Linked DNA regions of Rattus norvegicus: region 1 is linked to region 2. The links are chromatin contacts, called in public Hi-C maps. All regions are on one chromosome and are shown on one strand. Each heading gives the region's core, a stretch centred on a gene start, on an enhancer-like site or on the middle of the called end of the contact. The rest is flanking DNA. Distances are from core to core; before and after follow the strand shown.

Region 1 (6,040 bases), core at 3,410-5,909, 42 kb after region 2:
AGGAAGCGCAAGGCCCTGGGTTCGGTCCCCAGCTCCAAAAAAAAGAACCAAAAAAAAAAAAAAAAAAAAAAAAAGAATGTAGAAGCATTAGAGAAAGGATTGAAGGAGCTGAAAAAGCTTGAATCCCCATAAGAACAACAATGCCAGGCTGGAGAGATGGCTCAGTGGTTAAGAGCACCGACTGTTCTTCCAGAGGTCCTGAGTTCAATTCCCAGCAACCACATGGTGGCTCACAACCATCTGTAGTGGGATCTGATGTCCTCTTCTGGTGTGTCTGAAGACAGCTACAGTATACTTATATATAATAAATAAATCTTAAAAAAGAAAAAAAAAGAACAATGCCAACCAACCAGAGCTCTCAGGGACTAAACCACCATCCAAAGAGTACACGAGGACAGACTCACGGCTCCAGCTGCACATGTAGCAGAGGATGGCCTTATAGGGCACTAATGGGAGGACAAGCCCTTGGTCCTGCCGAGGCTGGACCCCACCCCACCCCCAGTGTAGGGGAATGTCAGGGCAGGGAGGTGGGAAGGGGTGGGTGGTTGAGTGGGGGAACACCCTCATAGAAGAAGAGGGAGGGGAATGGAATAGGGGTTTATGGACGGGAAACCGGGAAAGGAAATAACATTTGAAATGTAAGTTTAAAAATCCAATTAAGGGGGTTGGGGATTTGGCTCAGTGGTAGAGCGCTTGCCTAGGAAGCACAAGGTCCTGGGTTCGGTCCCCAGCCCCGGAAAAAAAAAAATCCAATTAAGGGCTGGAGAGATGGCTCAGCAGTTAAGAGCACTGTCTGCTCTTCCAAAGGTCCTGAGTTCAATTCCCAGCAACCACATGGTGGCTCACAACCATCTGTAATGAGATCTGATGCCCTCTTCTGCTGTGTCTGAAGACAGCTACAGTGTACTTATATATAATAAATAATTTTTTAAAAATCCAATTAAAAAATAAATAAAAGGCTGAAAATGTTGCAGAAAGAAAGAAAGGAAGAGGGCTGGAGAGATGGCTCAGCAGTTAAGAGCACCCGACTACTCTTCCAGAGGTCCTGAGTTCAATTCCCAACAACCACATGGTGGCTCACAACCATCTGTAATGGGATCCCGATGCCCTCTTCTGGTGTATCTGAAGACAGCTACAGTGTACTTATATATAATAAATGAATAGATCTTTAAAAAGAAAGAAAGAAAGAAAGAAAGGAAGGAAGAAAGAAAGAAAAGAATGTAGAAGCAGCAGGTGTCACAGAGCAGGTGCTTTGGAGGGGGCTTGTTTATTTTGATTCAAGGTCTCTCTATGTCGCCTGTCCTGGAAGTGGCTCTGTAGACCAAGCTGTGCTCAAACTCAGAGCTCTGTCTGCCTCTGCCTCCTGAATGCTGGGATTAAAGGTGTGCATTACCACCACCTGGCAAGGGGGCGCCTTTGAACCATGTGGGGAAAAATCATTACAGAATGAGGAACAGGAACGTCGCATCTAGATTATCCAGAAACACTGTGTTGAGATGGTAGGTAGCATAAGGGCAGTGTCCAGGTGGGCGGCTGTCTGTGTGAACAGTCTCTTAGATTCTGCGCCTCAGCTGGCCTTTGTGTACAGCATGGGATCCTCCAACGGTCAATCCTAAAGGCCCTCGAGCTTAGACCTAGATGAGTATCTCTTGGGAGAGATGTCAAGATCCAATACTGGGAGATTCTAAGGCGGTGGTGGAAGCTAAAGGTAGTGACAAGGGCTGGCAGGGTCTGGGTAGCACATGCTCACCTATGCGCACAGAATGGGTGACCTCCCGCAGCCGGAGCAGCAGGGCTTGCCCGAGCTGTCGCACACGTTCCAAGTCGTCCTTCATTGAATAGCTCAGGTCCATAAGGTAGTACAGGTCCACGGGATATCCCGCAGCTCGGAGGAAGCGGACCCGGAATTTCTGGGGCTCCCCTGATAGAGAAAGGGAGGCTCGATTCTGCAGCCCAATGCATTCGAGGCCAGCACAGACTTGCACCCTGTGCCGCCCAAGACTCACCTGGTCGCAACGTGACGCGGATCCGCTGCGGGGCCAGCTGGGTGGCCCCCTCGCCGCGGTCTCCCTGGCTGAGTGGCCTGTCCTGCAGCACCTCCTGGTGGCCTCTCGGCTCCTCCAGCTCCTGCTCGGGGCACCCGCGGGCCAGTAGCTCCTCACGCCGCGCGCAGCGCCTCGCCTCTGCCTCCCCCGAGGCAGTGAAGTTCTGTACACCAAGAGGAGGCACACTGAACCCCAGCTCCCACGGTTCTCAACCCGACTACCAACACCATCCTGCAAACCCCACCGCCTGCAATCACCTACACATCCCGCTCTGTTCTCAACCAGCTTTCCAGAGCCCTGATTATTTTCACAGTTCACGTTCTCCACAGCTACTTGGAAAACCTATAGTCCTTTCTTCTTCATCAGCACCCAACTTCCTGTAGCAGTCCCTCGCCCTTTTCCTGATCTCAATTCCCCTTTCCCCACAGCCTCCCACCTATCCTTTCTCACTAGAGCCACAGACTTCCGGTTGAGATCTCTGGGACCTCAAGGATACAGAAAAACCACCCCGTAGTCCAACTTCCCCTGCATGACCAGATTAAAATAGGAAGGGGGTCGGTCAATCACACCAGTTTCTGGGAAGGAGGATGATAAAGACAGACACGTCCGCGCACACGCGCGCGCGTACACACACACACACACACACACACACACACACACTCACTACGTCTGGTACCCTACACTGACTGACAAGCCACAGGGGAAGGAAATGGTTAGGTGGCTTCTCGGTGGGCATTGGTGCCAGCCCCTAGGGAACGGAAGAGGTAGACACAGATCAGAGGCTGTCCCCAGAGTCTTATCTCTCTAGCCACTGTCTAGAACCTTTACCTCCCTGCCTACAGAGTCTATCTTCCAGTTTCACTATCAATGGTTTCGTGGTCCCTTTAGGCAGTTGTAAATATGGCTGCCTGTCAGTGTGCCCTATATCTTACTTACCAAGTCTGCACTGATCTAAGTCTCCATCTTCCTGTGAGAGACTGCTGCTGAAGCTCTTCTTGGAGCACTTCCTCTTTAAGGCATCCATCAAGAACAGCATTTTTTTGACCAGCAAGGATTACACACTCCGCAGCATCCTTTGTCCCTCAGGTACCCCAGGGCTTCCCACTGGCCTCCTCCCACCAATCTCACCTAAGTCCACAGGCTTTTGGAAGCCTTCATTTACTTCCTTCTCCAAGTTGCATGCTGGGAAATAGTGATCCACACATTCATACCTGAGACAGACTCAGAAGCCCCATCATGTACATTCTGCTATGGACTGGATTCTTCTTCCAAATTCTCTGTGGTTATCTGTCTGTCCCTCTGTCTGTCTGTCCCTCCATCTGTCTGTCCATCCATCTATCTATCTATCTATCTATCTATCTATCTATCTATCATCTATCCATCTATCTACTGTCTGAGACAGAACCTCAATATGTAGCTCTGTCTGTCCTGGAATCTGTGTTGTAGACCAGGCTGGCTTCGGACTCACAGAGACCTGCTTCCTCTGCCACCCAAGTGCTTGAATTAAAGGCATGTGCCGGGGTTGGGGATTTAGCTCAGTGGTAGAGCGCTTGCCTAGGAAGCGCAAGGCCCTGGGTTCGGTCCCCAGCTCCAAAAAGAAGAAAAAAAAAAAAAAAGGCATGTGCCACAATTCCCCACCTGGGTTTAATGTTTAACTCTCGTTGTGATGGTATGTGAAGTGAGGCCTTTGGGCAATGGTTGGGTTTAGGTGAAGTCCTAAGGGTGAGACCCTCACGATGGGATGTGCCCTCTTCAGATGCGACAGGAAGGGCTGGAGAGGTGGCTCAGTGGTTAACCTCACTCACTGCTCTTCCAGAGAAACACAAGTTCAGTTCCCAGCACCCGAATGGTGGTTTACATGGTAACTCCACTTCTAAGGGATCCAATGCCCTTTTTTTGTCCTTGACAGATGCCTGCAGACATGGGGTGCACATCCACATACTAACACACGTTCACATAAAAATAAATATCATTTTAAAAGAATCCACAGCAAAGGGACCCTCTCCCCAAACCCCAATTCCCATGTAATAATATAACAAGAAGGTGGCCCATCTCTAAGCCAGGAAAAATCGTCCAGAGAGAACCAAACGGGCCAGTATTTTGCTCTTGAATTCCAAGCCTCTCAATTCATAAGAGATATTTTTCTGTTCCATATTGTCACAGAATTTAACTGGCCAGGCCACTTTCTCACATGCAGAAGCATGAACTCCCACAAGGACATCTTCCTCTGAGCTCATGGGTCACGGGTTCCGTCCACGTATGCACAGAAACTTATGTGCATATGAGTCACACGTCGGAATCCTGTCTGTCCAAATTCAGCCACACGTGAGACTGAAGAGTATACCCAGAAAAAGCACAAATATGCCCACCCAACACGCACCCCACGTGTTCAGGGGCCGCAGACCCATGTTTACCAGTTGCTTGCACCATGCACAGCTGGGGTGTGAGAGTATACACTTCTGGCAGGAAGGAGCTGGCTGGCAGGATCCCTGTGGAGACAGGTCAGGATCCTCCCATTCTGTGGTCTCCCCTGAGGACGTAATCTTGGTATCTAACTCACTCTGACCTCCGCCCAGAACGAGCAGAAAAATGAGAACAGTTGATGAATCCACCATGGCCTGTAATGGAATATAAAGACAGACACATGGGTCCTCAGGGAGGGCCCAAGCTCTGGTCCTCTAAACTTAGCTTGTGGTTGCCAAGCCACACCTTACCCCAGCTCGGGATCTCTCCTCAGTTTCACATCCCTCTATGGATTCAGCAGCTTTTCCAAAATGGTGGGAAGGGACAGATGCCAGAGCAAGGGAGGGGTCTCAGAAACCTATCAGCCTTTGTATAGGCTTCAGGTACCCAGGGTGGACAGAGTAGCTTAAGGAAGGGTCTGTGAGCTGTGGAGATGGCTCAGTGGTTAAGAGCACTGGCTGCTCTTCCAGAGGGCCTGAGTTCAATTCCCAGCAATCACATGGTGGCTCACAACCATCTGTAATGGGATCCGATGCCCTCTTCTGGTGTGCATGAAGACAGCCACAGTGTATTCACATACATAAAATAATAAAATCTTAAAAAAAAAAAAAAGCCCTTCCATCCTGGATTCCATTCGCAGCACCCACATGGTATGCCAGCTCACAACTTTCTGTATCTCTAGTTCCAGAGGATCCAACATACTCTTCAGCCTCCAAGTCATGCATGTGGTACATAGATGTACATACAGTAAGAAGCACTCATATTCACAAAATAAAAATCAATAAAATCTAAGGGGGTGGAAAACCACACACTGTTTTCTGGAAAACCTGAATTCTATTCCCAGCCTGCTTCAGGCATCTCACCACTGCCTGTAACTCACTCTCCATGGGCATCTGAATCCATATGCACATATCCACACAGGTACACCTGCATATGCATACTTTTTGTTGTTGTTGTTGTTGTTGGAACTGAGGACCGAACCCAGGGCCTTGTGCTTGCTAGGCAAGCACTCTACCATTGAGCTAAATCCCCAAACCCCACATACTTTTTTTTAAATCCAGTGGTACATGTGGGAGGCAGAGACAGATAGATCTCTGTGATTTTTGAGGCCAGCCTGGTGTTCGCAGTGAGCTACAGGCAAGGCAGGGTTATGGTTATACAATGAGATCTCTCTCAAAAACAAAAAGAAGGCAGGAAGGAAAAAGGGTGGGACAGTCTGGAACAGAAACATCTGCACCCCAATCTTTTCCAAGCCGCAGTTCAGGCAGCACCAGATTCTATCCCACCTAGATCCCTCAATGGTTCCGTAGCACACCTAGCACTGCCTGCCTCTCCACTTCCCCCGCCTCAGTCTCCATATCTGTTAAGTGAAGGAATTGAGTAAACTTTATTCGGCAGCCTTCAAGTCTAGAAGAGCGGAAGAGAGGCGAGGAGTAGAGATGGGGACGTGTGTGCTCAGGGAAAGGTGGCTTCACACAGGGAACGCAGTAGCCAGAGGAAGGATGCCTAAGAAGAAATCCCCCTTTGATGTT
Region 2 (6,319 bases), core at 2,109-4,608:
GCAAGTGGGGTGGGCTGGGCTGTGGGGGTGGCTGTGTGTGAGTGTGTGTGTGTACATGCATGAGAGAGAGAGTGAGTATGAGTGTGTGTGTGTGTGTGTGTGGTGTCTGTGTGTGTGTGTGTGTGTGTGTGTGGTGTGTGTGCTGGGAATGTAGCTCAGTTAGCAGGGTGCCTGCCCAGAACTCACAAAGCCATGTGTTAATCACCAACACAACTTGAACCCGGTGGTAGTGCACACTCATTACCTCTGCACTCAGAAGGCAGAAGCAGGAAGGTCAGGACTGATAGTTGTCCTTGGCTACACAGAGGGTTCAAAGCCCACCTGAGCTACAGGAGACCCTGCCTCCAAAAAAAAAAAAAAAGAAAAGAAAAAAGAAAAGAAAGAAAATCAATACCAAGTGTTGGTGAGCATGCAGACAATTTGGAACATCCCTTGCTGCTGGGATTGTAAAATGGCACAGCTACTTTAGAAAACCTCTAGCCCTAGCTGGGAACTGAACGCTGATGGCTCCTGAGGTGAGTCAGTTTTCTTTAGGGTTTGGCACTCGGGACCACACTGTAATAGGCAGCATACACTGCTATCAGTAGGCTACTATATGGTGGTGGTGTTGGTGGTGGTGATGGTGGTAGTGGTGGTGATAGTGATGGTGGTGGTGGTGATGGTGGTGGTTGTGATGGTGGTGGTGGTGGTGAAGGTGGTGGTGGTGATGGTGGTGGTGATGATGGTGATGGTGGTGGTGGTGATGGTATTGGTGGTGGTGATGGTGGTAGTGGTGGTGGTGATGATGGTGATGGTATTGGTGGTGGTGATGATGGTGTTGGTGTTAGTGATGATGTTGGTGGTGATGGTGGTGACGGTGATGGTGGTGATGATGGTGGTGGTGGTGATGTTGGTGATGTTGGTGGTGGTGGTGATGGTGGTGGTGGTGATGGTGGTGGTGGTGATGGTGGTGGTGGTGATGGTGGTGGTGGTGATGTTGGTGATGTTGGTGGTGGTGGTGATGGTGGTGGTGGTGATGGTGGTGATGGTGATGGTGGTGATGTTGATGGTGTTAGTGATGATGTTGATGGTGATGGTGATGGTGGTGATGGTGATGGTGGTGGTGATGGTGGTGATGATGGTGGTGGTGGTGATGTTGGTGATGTTGGTGATGTTGGTGGTGGTGGTGGTGGTGATGATGGTGGTGGTCATGGTGGTGGTAGTGGTGGTAATGGTTGTGAGGACAGTGTTGATGGTGTTGATGGTGTTGATGGTGATAATGGTGATGGTTATGATGGTGATGGTGGAGGTGATGGTGATGGTGGTGATAGTGGTGATGATGATAATGATGGTGGTAGAAGAGGACATAGGTTATCAATGATGTCCTTCTGGAGGACTAGTTCAATGCCCAGCACCCAAAAGGCAGCTCGCAACTGTCTGTAGCTCCAGTTTCAAGGGATATGAACACTGCATGCAATGCACACAATACTCCAGACATGCATGCAGGCAAAACACCCATTACATAAAATAAAATTTAACTAATCAGTTGGCTATAAAAATAGATCTTTGGAAAAGAGAGATGGCTGGCAGTTAGAAGCACCAGCCGCTCTCCCAGAGAACAGAGGTTTAGTTCCTGGTACCCACACGGCAGCTAACATCCATGTGTGACTATAGTTCCAGGCAACATGATGCCGTCTTCTGGCCTCTGTGGACACTGTGACCTCAAACAGATCACAGACACACATGCAGGCAAGACACCCATAAACGTAAAAACAATGAAATGTTTTTTAAAATATATACACACATTATTCTAAATAGCAAGAATAGGCCGTTCATCCTGCACAGTGACTTGAAATTCATATTGCGTGTGCAGTGAAGGTTTTCTCATGTTACATTTGTTACACTGTACCCTAGAGGTGGTGATGATACCGATGAAGGTGACAGACATTTGGCGTGATGGCCCACATCTGTGATCACAGCACCAAGAGCGCTAAGCCAAGGTGATCAAGTCTAGGCCAACACGAGCTACACCCTGAGTTCAAAGCCAATCCATGATGCTCAGCAAGAACTTGTCTCACAGAAAAGTAACAGCAGCAGCAGACGGCAGCTGACATCAGGGCACCACACCCAAAGCCACTCTAGTGCTTTACACACTGACTACCTAGTCCTTACACACTGACTACCTAGTCCTTACACACTGACTACCTAGTCCTTACACACTGACTACCTAGTCCTTACACACTGACTACCTAGTCCTTACACACTGACTACCTAGTCCTTACACACTGACTACCTAGTCCTTACACACTGACTACCTAGTCCTTACACACTGACTACCTAGTCCTTATACACTGACTGACTACCTAGTCCTTACACACTGACTACCTAGTCCTTACACACTGACTGACTACCTAGTCCTTACACACTGACTACCTAGTCCTTACACACTGACTACCTAATCCTTACACACTGACTACCTAGTCCTTACAACCACCTTATGCAGTGACTTCTGCAGTACATCCCTTTCACAGACGAAGAAACTGACTGGAGATATCACCGTTTATCTTATCTACCAGCTGGTGGTATATTTTTCATTTCATGCTTTGTTCCAGGAAACATCCTCATGCACAGAACTCTAAGAGCCTGTGATAATTAACAATTATCTGAGTGGAAGAACTGTGAATCAGCAGACAATTTTATTTAAAAGTTGCCGTGCACAAAGCCTGTCCCACTTGGAAGCGAGGGGTAAAGCCCACATCCTCCCTAGGCCTCCCTGCTCACCACGCCTGCATATCCTCCTCAGTGGCTCCCTGTACTGACCGCAGCCCCAGAAACCTTCCTCACTGTGTCTGCTTCAGGAACCTACCCCCCACCCCACTCCCACCTCACCTCCACCCCCAAGGTTGCTTGGGAAATCCAGAGCCTAACCCACAGCATCTCTGCACACTAACAGGGTGGAAATAAAGGAGAGGCGAGAGGAGGATCTCCAGTGAAGAGCCAAGACACCTTTCCTGAGGGGACAGAAGGGCCCTCACTCACCTCAGCCTCTGCCAGACTGATCTGCCTCTCCAGATCCTCAGGGATCATCTTCCCTCTGGAAAAGAAAGATGAGTGAGTGGAGAAAACTCGGGTGCTCCAGACCAGGGGGTCACCTGACACAGCAGGGAAGGCGGAGGGGCTACGCAGAGGCCAGGGTGCAGACGGAACCTCAGCAAGGGGTGTGATGCTAGTGGGCACTGAGCGGCAGGAGCGGCAAGTGGTGGGGGAGGGGACGGGGTAAGGGCCTGAGGCCAGAGCATTTTGGCAAGTAGACGACACATTGTGCCCAGCTGGGTCAGGGCCATGTCGGCAGAAGGACCTTCACCTCTCATCAGCCTTGACCACTCGGACACTGTCGGTGCCAAGTCCCAGAAAAGCAGCTCCCTTGGTGATGGAGTAGTGGCACTGTGAAGAACACAGAGGCCAGGTCAGCATTACTTGAGCAGGCTGGAGGCACTGAGGATAGGAGGGCAGAGGCTGGCAGAAGCTGTGTGAGTTGCGATCGAAGGGGCCCTATGGCCAGGGTTTTCAAAGGATCTTGTTCTGTTTTGTTTTGAGACAGATTTGCTCAGTGTAGCTCTGGCTGTAGACTAGGCTGGCAAGATTCGCCTGCCTCAGCCTCCTGAATGCTAGGATTAAAGGCATGGACCACCGCACGGCTCAAGTGTTCTGTGAAGGAGCTGTGTTGGATTCCAGTTAAACAGAGACTTAGAGTTGGCGGGGCCTGAGACTCTGCATTTCTAATAACCTCCCCGGTGATGCTGGTGCTGCTGGACCATAAACTTCCCTCAGAGGTGAGACCTGTATCTACTGCACTTGTCCTATCCTAACCCCAAGAAGGCAAAACAAGCACAAGCACCTATCTGGCCTCCGTGGAAGGAAGCAGGCCCTTTGAGTGCAGGAGGATGACTGGAAGGGTCTCTGACTGAGCTGGGCAGAGGTCAGACTCAGGAGTCCCGGGTCAGGTCTATGCTGCTTCCCTACCCCCTACTCTTTCCTACCTCCTTTGAAGTGAAGAGGGCCAAGGGTGGCAGGGCCCGGAGGCCCCTCTGCTTGCAGTCTGGGTAGCGCTGAAAGCGGGCCAGGTTTATGGCGTACATGTTAGAGATGGAACCACCTGTCACAGGCAGGGTGGGAGAAGGAGGGAAAGACGGTGAGTCAAGACTGACATTTCCTTCCCCTGACCTTTCCGTCCAGAACTGATCAAAGCAGCAGGCATCACATTAGCTCCCAATCCATGAACTCCTGGGGTTCACAAATAGCACCCCACATTGAACAGCCTCAGGACATAAACCCTCTACACCCTGAGCTGCCCGGTAGGGACACTTTCCCTCCCCATACGACCCTAGAGCATTCCTGGCCAACAACAAGATAAGGGGACTAGGAAGCTCCTCCACAGTCCAGCCCAGTGGAGCCAGAGAAGAAACAGCCATTACCCCTCCACACCGGTTACACAGAACAAGAGAAAGTACGGGAGGCAGACCCTTTACCAAGACCCAAGGGAAGCCCCCTTCTCACATACCAGGACAGAAGACCCCATCCCCAGTGTTCCAGCCCACAAGGGCACGGAGTTTCTTCAGCACCTCCTCTTCCATGAGCACAAACACGGGGGCAATCTCATATGTGTACCTGCCAGAGGACATTGGTGACAGAGGCTGAGATGAAAGCACGGCCCAGCTAAGTCTTCAAGCTAGGGGACACAGAGGGCTGAATAAGGCTCCCAAGAGAGAAATCGATGGGTATCAAAGAACCAGAAAGCTCACATGAGGAAAACAGTGGGGTCAGGAGGCATAAGGAGGCTGGCGGAGGAGCTCAAGGGACAGACAGCAGGGGAAACATTCTGTCTGACAAGAGGCATCAGTAGAAGATGGTGGCAAGTGGCAGAAACCATTCTCCTCTCCTACCCAGATGGTTCCTCCCAGCAAACCCAGAAGGCCCAGATGGCTCACTGGCTGGTATTGAGGCTCTCCGTAATGATGCGCCCGGCCAGAGCATGGGGATCTAATCCTGAGAAGAGCTGGTTGAAGAACCGGGGGTGACCTGCGGAGGAGGAGCAGGCAGAGGACTCAGGTTGGAACTGGGTCCTGGCACCCGAAAGCCCTCCCGCCAGGCTCCCAGGCACACCAGTCTTGACACTGTAATGAATCACAGCCCGGCAGCGCTCCAGGATCCGCTCCCTAGACTCGCCCTGGCTCTGCAGCTCCAAGTCCAGCAGCTGCTTGAGCTCTTCAGGCTCCTTCCATTCGCAGACCTAGGAGGAGAGGCCGAGAGGCAGGCTCTTAGACCCCGGCTGAGATCTAGCCGGAAAGTAACAGGTGTAAGGCATCAGCAACTTGCAATTAGAACAGGTCAAGGATGTTTTCACAAGTGTACCCAAGCAAGGGGAAGCAAAAGATATAAGACCCAGAGTGCCATCATGAGGTACACCAGGGACAGGGGTGAACTCAATGAAGTCAAGTTTACAAAATGACAGGCAGGAGGAGGAGGGAGACAGAGCCCACCTTCTCAGAGGCATTGGTCCCCTTCCGAATGGCCTCATCTACGACAATCCCAAACACGTCCCGGAGCAAAGCCTCCACAGCCACAGGGTCCCCATCCAGGGTTCTGAGTGGTTTTGAGTCAGCCATCAGGGTGAAATCTGCAAACAGGGTCGAACCATTCTTCATTCAGCCTGCAGGCCCCACCTGGACACAGCAAGGCCTTCTACCTGGTAAGGGGCTGAGGTCCTGGCTGAGTTCAGATGAGGGCAGTGGCAGGCATCTGAGGAGATGGAGGGAACAAAGAGGGGAAAGGCACCCAGCACAGAGCAGGTGGGGGACTTACCTTCCAGCTTCAGGAAGGTTCAGAGAGGGTTCAGACGCGCTGGTGACAAGGTACACAATGGACTTCTCAGAACAGGACTAAGACAGCAGAGGGAGCAGGGTAAAGCCAGAGTCACATGGCAGTGGCATTACTCTCATGACCCTTGCCCGAAAGAGAACTTTTACAGATTTGGGACGGGGACAGCAGCTAAGTTCCCTGCATAATCATTAGCTGACAGAGAAAGGCGGAGCATGAGAAGCAGGTGGCATGCTCCTGCCTCAGGGAGAAGGAATTCCCCTGTGAATCCAAGTGCTCAGGGAATGGGAGAAGGCTGGAGGAAGGCAAGGGCAGAGGGGTCCAGGAAACAGGCCAGGGAGCAAGCCACCCACCCCATAACTCAGACTTTCCAGAACTATCCTAGTTTTCCCTAATCATCATCTTCCTCTTCCTCCTCTTTCAATTTTTGAGACAGGTTTTCTCTGGGTAGCCCCGGCTGTCC

Evidence for each region. Hi-C and Micro-C count contacts between places; a contact is called where the count stands out from the background.
Region 1: a contact with region 2 is called in a Hi-C map of liver, with 2.9 times the contacts expected there. The contact joins the promoter of Itgb7 here to the enhancer-like site in region 2. A contact is called at or near these places in 11 of 12 Hi-C or Micro-C datasets (the A7r5 cell line, the Rat2 cell line, Schwann cells and 7 more).

Annotation. Positions count from the first base shown.
Region 1 is chr7:135,234,412-135,240,451 of GRCr8, forward strand. Itgb7 (integrin subunit beta 7) reads right to left here and starts at 4,660. Exons shown (of 14, transcript NM_013171.1): 1 at 4,460-4,660; 2 at 2,007-2,208; 3 at 1,751-1,921. The coding sequence starts at 4,660.
Region 2 is chr7:135,193,768-135,200,086 of GRCr8, forward strand. It overlaps Csad (cysteine sulfinic acid decarboxylase), which reads right to left. Exons shown (of 16, transcript NM_021750.3): 2 at 5,842-5,918; 3 at 5,520-5,656; 4 at 5,143-5,269; 5 at 4,968-5,058; 6 at 4,541-4,647; 7 at 4,020-4,135; 8 at 3,344-3,423; 9 at 3,019-3,073. The coding sequence starts at 5,645. Among named protein-coding and RNA genes, the nearest start is that of Csad, 19 kb to the right of the region's middle. Within about 2 kb of position 3,359, at least 6 of the 93 cell types and tissues checked have an H3K27ac peak or open chromatin away from gene starts, as enhancers often do. A contact at or near this core is called in liver, where this site is marked.